Regions from separate parts of the Mus musculus genome. Here region 2 is linked to region 1. The links are chromatin contacts, called in public promoter capture Hi-C maps. All regions are on one chromosome and are shown on one strand. The core of a region is the stretch at or near the end of the contact, and the rest is flanking DNA. Distances in the headings are between cores, read along the strand shown.

Evidence for each region. Promoter capture Hi-C pulls out the DNA fragments that hold promoters and counts their contacts.
Region 2: a contact with region 1 is called in a promoter capture Hi-C map of hippocampal neurons, with 2.9 times the contacts expected there. The contact joins the promoter of Lamp5 here to the promoter of Ankef1 in region 1. A contact is called at or near these places in 4 of 39 promoter capture datasets (embryonic stem cells, frontonasal cranial neural crest, hippocampal neurons and 1 more) and 1 of 9 other capture datasets (pancreatic islet).

What each region holds. Positions count from the first base shown.
Region 1 is chr2:136,529,358-136,534,603 of GRCm38.p6, reverse strand. Ankef1 (ankyrin repeat and EF-hand domain containing 1) reads right to left here and starts at 2,283. Exons shown (of 11, transcript NM_175667.4): 1 at 2,133-2,283; 2 at 780-951. Gm32659 (a long non-coding RNA gene) reads left to right here. Exons shown (of 3, transcript XR_375013.3): 3 at 1-5,246.
Region 2 is chr2:136,054,611-136,059,856 of GRCm38.p6, reverse strand. Lamp5 (lysosomal-associated membrane protein family, member 5) reads right to left here and starts at 2,109. Exons shown (of 6, transcript NM_029530.3): 1 at 1,481-2,109; 2 at 739-911; 3 at 231-362; 4 at 2-107. The coding sequence starts at 1,544.

The DNA.
Region 1 (5,246 bases), core at 1,034-3,533:
CAAAACACAGGAGCAAACCCCACGATGCTCTGCTCATAGTGTGTATCTTTGACAGCCCTTGGACAAATAACTGCCAGGCTTCTAGCTTGTCCACCACACCTTCAACAGACCTATTTATTCCAGTAGTTAGACAAGAAAGAAGTCTTTCAAACTGTAGGTCAGATAGAATCATACATGCTTTTGACCCCTAAAGTTCCAGGGTGAATTATTTTAAAATGTAAAGTGTCACCCAGGGGCTACCAATAGGGCTGTACCTGCTTGATTTCATATCTTCCCATACCTTTGTCTACTAATTAAGCCTGGCCTTTTTATCCAATTCAAAGTAAAGTGCAGACACATCCTAATATACATGTCCTGAACTTGAATCTATTATATCTTTTCAGTCCTTTTCATATTTTATCTATATAATGAAGTGGGCACAAATAAAATGTACAGTCAAGTCTACACAGCAGGTCCCAGGACAGCCAGTGCTGTACAGAGAAGCCCTATCCCAGAGAGAAAGAGAGAGAGAGAGAGAGAGAGAGAGAGAGAGAGAGAGAGAGAGAGAGAGAGAGAGAGATTGATTTAATTTGAGACTGATTTAATTTGTGCTTTGTGTATTTTTCCAGTTAGAATATGATCATCATATAAGATTTATAATACTGCTATTTTTCTACCCCCTAGAATCTGCATTATATGAGGCATTTAATAAGTACTTTTCTCAATACTTAAAGGTTAAAAGAACTGAAGAGGAAGCATGAAAGGAAACCCCCAGGTTTCTGGTTTGAACCACTAGATACCTGTATCTGGAATGGGCTGTTCATGGTAGGCTCCACATTGGTCAGGCAGAGGAGACAGCCCTTTGGCATGCTGAGATGATAGACAAGCTGATAGCCACTTTTTTAGATGTCAGGAGAGATGTCTGATCCAGGTCTGTGGTGGGTTATGAGGTCTTAAGCAGTTACAAGGCAGCTGAAATGGAGTCAAGAAGAGCAACCACTGATACTGAATCCATAATGCCAAGCCTTCCCTCAATCCTGTCTTCTGGCCTTTTCTCCTTGGCTGCCGAGATATCAGCCATCATAAACGTGAGACATTAATGCCCTGATTCCTTGCTGTAGCCTGTGTCTTTCCTTCTAGTCTATCTCTAGTATGGGGTAGACTAGGAAACCAGACAATGTAGTTTGTTCAAATCTTTGCATAAACAGGCTCTGCCTAAGTGTCACCCAGCTGCCTTCGCAGCATGGCTTTCTGACAGCCATTTCAGATGCATTCACAGTTCATGTGTGGTGCAGCGTCTTGCTCCACATATATACACATAAGTATGGAATAGCACAAGATGCCTCTAAACACTTTACATGAACCAAAAAACATTTTATTTGTGAGGACAGACACTTCACAGTCAGGCACTTTGACATTCTATTTATTAAAACAAAAGCATGTCGTCCAAAAACAACAACAACAACAACAACAACAACAACAACAAAACTGGCATCGTGACTTAATCAATCAAGCTCTATGGATGGTTCAGCAGCCCTCAGTCCCTTTCGCATCAGTAGAAAGACAGGGACATAATTTCAGTATCTTGTGTTGAGTGTTTTATTTGGAATCTGAATATTCTTCAATTACACCCCTCCCTTCCCTTCTTCCTTTCTCTTGTGTGGTTCAGGTGACTTTCAGGCACATTTTTATGTCTTTAAATTCTCCACAAGGTCCACAAGATGGGGGTGGTCCATTAAAGAAATGGGTGAGGCTACTCTTGACAGAGGAGTATAGCCGAGGGCAGTCTATTGTGATGGCTCCTCCTCTGCATCATTTTCATCCACTAGCTGCATACTTGGACAGGTTAACTCTAAGAGTCTATTCGGTGACTTCATCTCTGATGAAGTTCTCCACCTTGTGGGGCTGGATCAAAACCAAAACAAAACAGAATTCTTGCAAAATATTTAGACAAGTCCTTCAGGACAGGCTGGTTAAAAACAATCACCACTTCTGCGTTTTGTTTCAGCCCACCCATAGGCAACATTTAACATTGGTGGACTTTTCTACTGGGCCTTCAGTTTTTGTTCTTGTTTTCCGAAAAAAAAAATCTAGAGACGAGAAGGGCAAGTATAGATGTGATTTCACAGAAGAGGGTAGGGCATCAATTTTACCTTTTAGTCCTAGAGGGGATCAGGAGCCAGATCTCTCTGAGCACTTGCGTCCCTGGTCTCCTGAGGGCCTCCCTGGTTCTGATCTCAGTTGCCTGGGACTGGCTCGAGCCAAGGCTTTAGGACCCAGTGAATCACCCTTCTGGCAGAGCAGGCCAGCCTGCGAGCGCGCGGGCAGCAGCGAAGTGGGTGTGTGTGTGTCTGCCAGCGTGCAGCAGGATGACTATAGGAGGTGATGCGCGGCCCGCCAGGCTGGGCCCACTGTGAGCTTCACCCACGCACAGCTGCTGCCAGGGCAACCACGCAAGTGCTCGTCTGGGCGGAGCTTGCGTAGGCCCCGCCCATCGCGGGGCCGCAGCGGAGGCTTAGCTCCAACCCGGGTACTCCTAAACAGAGTGCAGGAAGTGGCACAACAGGACTCAGTTCTTTCATTCTGTTCGCCAGCCACCTTCTACCCTCAATCAAAGCATAAATAGAAAAAGGTAGAGCTGCATATGGTAAATAGTAACAATCAAATACACAACAGTTTACTGAGTAAAATTAAGTGGAAGTGAAAAATGCAGTAAATTGTACGAAGAGAAATGAGTTTTGAGTATTCATCCCTAAAATAATTTATTAAATAAGTGAAAATAAATATCGAAATAATTTTATTTAAGAGCCATCCCCCCTATCCTTCTGGAGGCAAATTTTGAAAATTTGAAACATGTATGAGGGTTTTCCAAAAGGCATCTAAGTCGCCATGTGCAGGATGGTTCAGCAGCCCTCAGTCCCTTTCGCATCAGTAGAAAGACAGGGACATAATTTCAGTATCTTGTGTTGAGTGTTTTATTTGGAATCTGAATATTCTTCAATTACACCCCTCCCTTCCCTTCTTCCTTTCTCTTGTGTGGTTCAGGTGACTTTCAGGCACATTTTTATGTCTTTAAATTCTCCACAAGGTCCACAAGATGGGGGTGGTCCATTAGAGAAATGGGTGAGGCTACTCTTGACAGAGGAGTGTAGCCGAGGGCAGTCTATTGTGATGGCTCCTCCTCTGCATCATTTTCACCCACTGGCTGCATACTTGGACAGGTTAAGGCCAAGCATCCCCTGGAAGAGGAATTACAAAGGTCTATGAGTTGCCATATGGGTGCTAGGAACCAAACCCACGGGTCCTCTGCAAGAACATCAGGTACTCTTAGCTGTTCACTCCTAATCCCAGCCCAAACATTCATGGTTAGAACTTGGGAGGCAGAGGCAGGCAGATTTCTGAGTTCGAGGTCAGCCTGGTCTACAAAGTGAGTTCCAGGACAGCCAGGGCTACACAAAGAAACCCTGTCGAGAGAGAGAGAGAGAGAGAGAGAGAGAGAGAGAGAGAGAGAGAGAGAGAGAGAGAGAGAAGAAATAAATAACGAGAAAGTTTCTAATTAAAAGCTCCCTGACACTCTACTTATTAACACAGAGATGTTTTAAAATATTTTAAGGACTATTTCACACAAAGATACTAAAGGATATATAGACAGTATAATAGTGTGAAGACACAATGTGCATGTGACTAAAGAAAAAGAAAGCTGGAAAAACCTCTTAGAAGAAAGGACTCGAGAAAGGGGTAGAGAAAGAAAGAAAAGAAGATAAAGGCCGAGTTTTACCGCTGGACCCGGTGTATTTCTTCCTGATACTGTACCCTTTCTTCCTGTCCTCTGTCTGAATTTTTTATTTAATGTTCTCTAGGATCCAGAAATGTGTTTCTTCTGGTGAATGGTTCCCTAAATAATGTGCATTTATGATAGAATATAAATTTTATTAAAATGGAGAAAGTAGTTGGTTGTAGCAACTCATGTCTAGGATTCCTACACACTTGAGGCTGTAGGCAGGAGTCTAGGTCTTATAGTAAGTTTGAGGCTAGCCTGAATTTAATGAGACCCTTATCTCAACAACAACAACAATACCACCATTACCACCCCCTACTCCACCCCCACCACACACAGACACACAGAGACACACACACACACACTTGGTGCTTTGACAATGGCACACTATCCCACTGTATTCCTATTTTGTGCTCTGTTTAAATCAACACTACTATTGGTGGATAATCAAGGTATTTTCAATATTGGACATTAAAGCAAAGCTTCTGGACCATGTTTGTGCATAACATTTAGAAAATAAGCTGAAGAATTTCTCAAGGATATTTTGTTATCTGGGAAATTCCTGGGTCATAGGCTGCACACAATAGTAAGATGATAACTTGTTCTCCTTATCTTGGTGACACAGCTGATATCAGTGGTAGCCAGGTTTAATTCTGAAATGCAGGAAGTTCTGAATCTGGTACATTTTAGAGGAAACATTTAGAAGAAGCAAGGGAACAGAATGGTAATTACATCAGAACTACTGACTGGAGGCTGACAGAATGTAACACTTAGCTTCTACCAACATAAGTGTGAATACAAATCAGAGCACTGGCTAAATTGTCCATTAACCTACCTTGTTTTGTCTTTATCTGATGTTAAGTAATATTTTATCCTCAAATTAAAACTATCCAACCTGATTGAAAATAAGCAGCTATTATTGATCTTCAACATATCCCCAAACATTTGATTAATAAAATTGATTCTATTAAATTATTTCACATGTGTTTATAAAACTTGTCCCTTAATCTCCATGAGTAAACTGCATTTGCTACCAAAAGCTTTAAAGTTTTCTTTGTTGGCCTGGAAAGCAAACTTTAAGTAGTGGATGCATAGCCTATTATTTAATTCAAATTAGAAGATTATTGGTAACTCAAAAGTCATGCCAGTGGGTAATGCATGGTTAATTGGAAATAAAATTTCTAAAGTTTCTAAAATTTCTGAGTTTTAAGTATGTTGACATAGGATCAAGGTAAAGTTGTCAAAGGTTTCTTACTGCTGCTGTCTTCTTGTCACGATTCTTTACAAAATTATTTATCTCGTCTAAAACCCACCGTTGCTTTAATGTTTCCCCTGTTACAGGATGTACTATTTTATTATGGGAAAGGAACAAGGACTTAAAACACTGTTTATTGTATAAAAAACAATCACATAACAACAGATACTGGGTATCTTTTCAAATGATAAATAGAAACATGTCCTATCATTTTGACGTGAGGGATGAATCGGT
Region 2 (5,246 bases), core at 860-3,359, 470 kb after region 1:
CCCTTCACAGGGGCTTTAAAGTGAGTCTTCTCCGAGGAATCATAGACAAAATGCACCTTGTTCAGATTCCAAGTCGCCTCTGGTCCTTTGGAAGTGTTGTGACTTTCCTGCCAAGATGGGGAGGGTCCTGTGAACCCCTCTAATTGCTTTAAGATGGGCAACCCCTGAGGCCACTGTGCGCACACCCATGCGGGACTTCACCATCCCTCTACCTCCCCGCATCGAATTACCTTTACAAAGAGCATTCTGAGTGTGTAGGCGTGATCTACCCAGAACACCTCCAGCTCCGACTCGTTGTGGCCACAGTGGCCCTTCACCTCAGCTCCCCGGGTCAAGGAGATCTCAGCCTGTTCTGTGATCAGCTGGGAACACACACGCCCCGCGCCCCCTCAGCGCGCCGGGCCCTGGCGCGGACCGGGAAGGGATGCGCGTCCAAACTCTAGCTTGCAGGTTTGGGCGCTCCTGTGCCCGCGCGCTCCGGGGTCCAGGAACATGCGGGTAGACTCTTACGTGCACACCCCTCCAGGAGGGGAGCAGAGAGGGGGGTTTACTTTTAAAGCAGGCAGGGCGAGCAGAAGGCGTTGCAAGCCGGAACCCCCATGCAGCATTCGGGAACAGCCTGCGGGGGGTTTGGGGGGGAAGAGGCGGGCGACTGAGGTCTTGGCAGGGCCTGGAGGGAGGGTGCCCTTCGGCCCTGCCGCCCCTAGGAGCAAGCTGGGGAGGAAAAAGATTCCTTACATCCACATAATTGCTGGCCCACACATCATAAGGTACAATAAATTTGGCTGCAAACTCTGCCATGAGACACGTCGTCCCATTTTCCCGCACCACAAATATGTCTTTCTCGGGGTTCGTGGAAAGGCCCGAAAGATTTTCCACTTCTTGTTCTGCCACGGTTTGGACCATTACATCTGCGGAACAAGGAAAGCAATTTCATTGCTCTCGGGCTCAACTAGCCCTCTGCTTTAGGACACCTGAGCTGGTTCTCTGCAGGCTTTGGAGAGGCAAAGTTCCCTGCTCGAAGCAGTGTGCTCCGCAAGCCATTTCTCTAGTCTACCGCCACCAAACTCATATTTACTGCTGATAATTTATAATGAAAACAGAAGCTAAAATAAAATTAAATTCTTATTTGCAATACGACTAGGCTTTAACACACACACTTACACACATACACACATACACACAGACACCCTGGGGGTTTAGGGAGCGCGGTTAAAGCTAAATCTTTCTTGGCAGTGCTATGCCCCACCATCACAGCCATGAGTTCGGCGTGTCTAGCGCTCTGTCTGGGAGATGCCATACAGGTGTGTGGCTCTCTGGGAGTTCTCTGATATGGATGGGTCATAACACTCACCAGCCCCAAATAACCACAAGCATAAAGACCTAGTACAACAGAGTGAAATCAGAGGGCTTTATTCGGTGTATTAGATTCTCTGCTGCAGAGTGCATTCAGTACCCCTGGTCCCCAGACGCTACTCACGGAAGAACATTAGGAGAATCCGAAGTCTGTCTCCACCAAGAAGGGTTCTTACTCGGAGATCCATGCTGTTGCCGCGAACCAGGCAGATGTGTTTCTGCTGCAAAGGCCGCCCCGGGAGGAAATCCCTCAAAGTGGCCGGTAGAGTGAGCTAAGGGAGGGGGCGGACTGGGAGGAGGGAGCGCGCGGGATAGTCGCGTGCTGCACTGGGTGCTATGGCTCTCCCGCCGCACACTGCAGAGGAAGCACCCAGGATGCAGGAGCTGTCCACGCTGAGAGTTCTGGAAATAACGAGGTTGTGTTTCAGGACTTGTAATTTGGCTTGTCTAGAAGGCCAATGGGATTGGGGTGGTGTGGGGGAGGAAATTTCTCCCTGGGTCTGTATACTGCTCTGCAATGGTATCTGCAAAGATGACTCTGTCCTAGGAAACTTAATGCCACCCTCGGACTTGCTAAACCCTCCCACCAGGTACAGCCAGTATGTACTGTAGATATAACACCACCGGAGCTCCGAATTCTGCTCTTGAAACAAACCAATAGATTTGTTTCAGATTGTTCATTCTTTGGAGAAGGAAGGTAGGCAGGAACAGAGAAGGAAAATGCTATGGCAACAGTTTCCGGCTTTCAGAGACATCTGTACCCACTCAAGAGCTGCTGAGTATAAGGTTAAAATGATATCTCCTCAAAGGGGGTGGGGGGGTCCAGGCCATGCCGCATATCCTTTGGGACCCAGTGACCAGTGAGATCTATCTCTGAGGGCATGTGGCCTGAGCTAGCCCCATGCAGTAAGCTGTGATCACTCTGTTAAGAGGGTTGCAAATAAACCTAAATCTTGGGAGCAGACAGGGTTATCTGGGGTCTCATAGGACAGAAATTTTAGAACTATGGTGTAAGTAAAGACCTATAGTTATGTAATGAAAACAGGCTGGTATTACGCTAAAGCTTCTGGGGAGCAGAAAGACAAACATCGCTAGATAATTCCTGTATTTGCATTTTGGTAGTTCGCTGATTTTTTTCTTTTTAATTCTTGCTCTAATAAATCAGAATGAACCTTTTTTGGGGGAATAGTCATGGTGCTCTAATTAATTGTAATGATGTCCAAATATTTCTTTTATTAGAGAATATTGCACTAGGTCAATAAATAATAATCGCCTTAAACATAATGACATAGCCAATGTCGTGTTAAAGGACAAACTGCAAAGCATTTTACCTATGTTGTCAGTTTGAATCTCTCCATGACTTTAGAAGCTGAGCAAATGAAAATAGAGGTTATTGTTATTGTTATACCTCCCCCAAAGTGAGACATTGAGAAATTCAATGACCTTCCCAAAGTCATATGGCCAGTTTGAATTAAAATAGAAAAAAAATCACGTGTTTTACATTTACAAGGATCGTAATCATTTCTCTTTATATAACACTTTCATTCTAAAACTTAGCATATTATGACCGCCACTACAATTTTTTATTAAATGATAAATGAACTGAAACCTAAAAATATTAATAATTCACACTTTTACATCTATAAAGTGCCAATTTAAGAACTGATATGCTCTAACATAGTATTTGCTTCAAATTGCCAATATAATTCTGTGTATTTAATTTTTCAAAAAAATCCTTCTATCAAAAATTAGATCAATAGCAACTCAAATTGTAAAGTATTACAATTAATACTTGTAGCACTATATTAATTAATACTGAAGCACTATATCTTTTGATATATATCTGCATTTTGGAATTTCATCAAAAATGGCAACAATCTTGTGAAAGTGATTATATATACAAAATGGAGGCAAATTGTTATTCATATAATTTCAATTCTTATTACATATATAAAACATATATCATCTGTTAACAATTATGAAACACTTATTTTTTCTGAGATACTGTAAGACTTATAAAGCAAGAACACATTCATCCTTGTTTTTATTTGTCTTCCTGTCTGTCTGTCTGTCTGTCTGTCTGTCTGTCTCTCTTTGTGTCTTTCTACCTGTGTCTCTCTCTCTCTGTGTGATGTAGGATTACAACCTTCTGCAGGATGTAATTTCTCTTATTTAAAAATATTGCTGTAATATTTAAGGCAGTGTTTCTCAACCTTTTTAAATACTGTGACCCTTTAATACAGTTACTCACGTTGTGGTGACCCCCAACTATACAATTATTTTTGTTGTTTCTTCATGGCTGTAATTTTGCCACGGGTATGAATCATAATATAAATAGCTGGGTTTTCTGTTTGTGTCAGGTGATCCCTGTGAAAGGATTATCTGACCCTAAAAGGGGTCCTGACCCACAGGTTGAGAACCACTGATTTAAAGGATGTGTGGTTAGGTCAGTTAAGTCACTGAATTTAAAAATATTCAAAATCAAATACAGAATGAAGCCATCCATAAACTTTAACTGAGTACCAACCACTTGTATTGAATATAGTGAAATAAACAATAGCATTATAGAAGCAGAAGAATTGCCTGTCAAAGACTATAGTGCTTCCCTTCATGGTGCATTATTGCAGATATCATAACCTTATGAGATGATGAAAGATCAACTAAATTCATTCATGATGGTCGGTTTTCATAAGAACAGTAGATGGGAAGTAGTCTTGACCAATGATTTTAACTGTTCACCATGATTTGTATAATGGCAGTTCTTTGACAGTTATTTCTTTCCATTCCTTTCCATTCCTGATAGAAATGATTCTTTGTTGACACCAAAGAGTATTTGAGCAAGTTGAAAGGGAAAAATGGGAGGAGCAGAACAATCAATACTCTCTCTCTCTCTCTCTCTCTCTCTCTCTCTCTCTCTCTCTGTGTGTGTGTGTGTGTGTGTGTCTGTGTGTGTGTATGCATGCATGCGCACATGCACACTTACTCTTAAATAGAGTTTACATGTATATCTCTTAAGTCATTCAACTTATCACCAATGACTCCTTGGAATAATAACTAGATTATTAAATCTGCAACTTGCATCTATATTTAATTTAACAACTGTCTAATCATCGTGAAGAAGATATAGTTAGGTCTTTACAGTAAACAAAAAAGTGATGACAGAGAATTTAGCAATAAACCATACTCGGAGATATAGACAAATGTGGCTGGAAAGATGGCTCAGTGGTTAAGAGTGTTGGCTGCCCTTCTAGAGGACCCAGTTCAATTACCAGCACAAACATCTATGACTCCTCCTGTCCCAAGGAACAGGGTGCCATTTTCTAGCCTTCATGGTACATACATGGTGAGCATACCTTCATGCAGACAAAACACCTATACACATAAATAAAGATAATAACCAAGGTTTCCAGAAAGAATTTAATCCATTGCTCAAACCTGGAGTGTGGGAAAGGCAGGATAAATGCTGTAAATGTGTATACTTGTGTAGATGAGGAAGAGGAGGATGGTTTGACAATAGCTACTGATGGTCAACACTGAATGCCAGGTCTGACTCACACAGTAGCCTTATGATTTCCAGTAGATCCTAAGGGTCCTTCGATGGTCTCACTCCATCCATGTACTCTCCCATTGCATTAGTTTTTGTGACTAATCATACTATTTGATGATGGCATTATCATACAAGGGGTGGAAATGCCTTATTTAGAACTTCCAGCTTGGGTGGGAGAAAGTAGGATTACATGTGAAAATATGGTGCTTTGTGTACTGTATGCCTTCTGTATTGTTTCTCTGAGAAATTGTGCTCACTCATATGCAAAACAATGACATCTACAAAACTTGTTCCAAATAAATTTAAACTTTTCACTTTGATGCCTCTCTATAACTGACTTTTG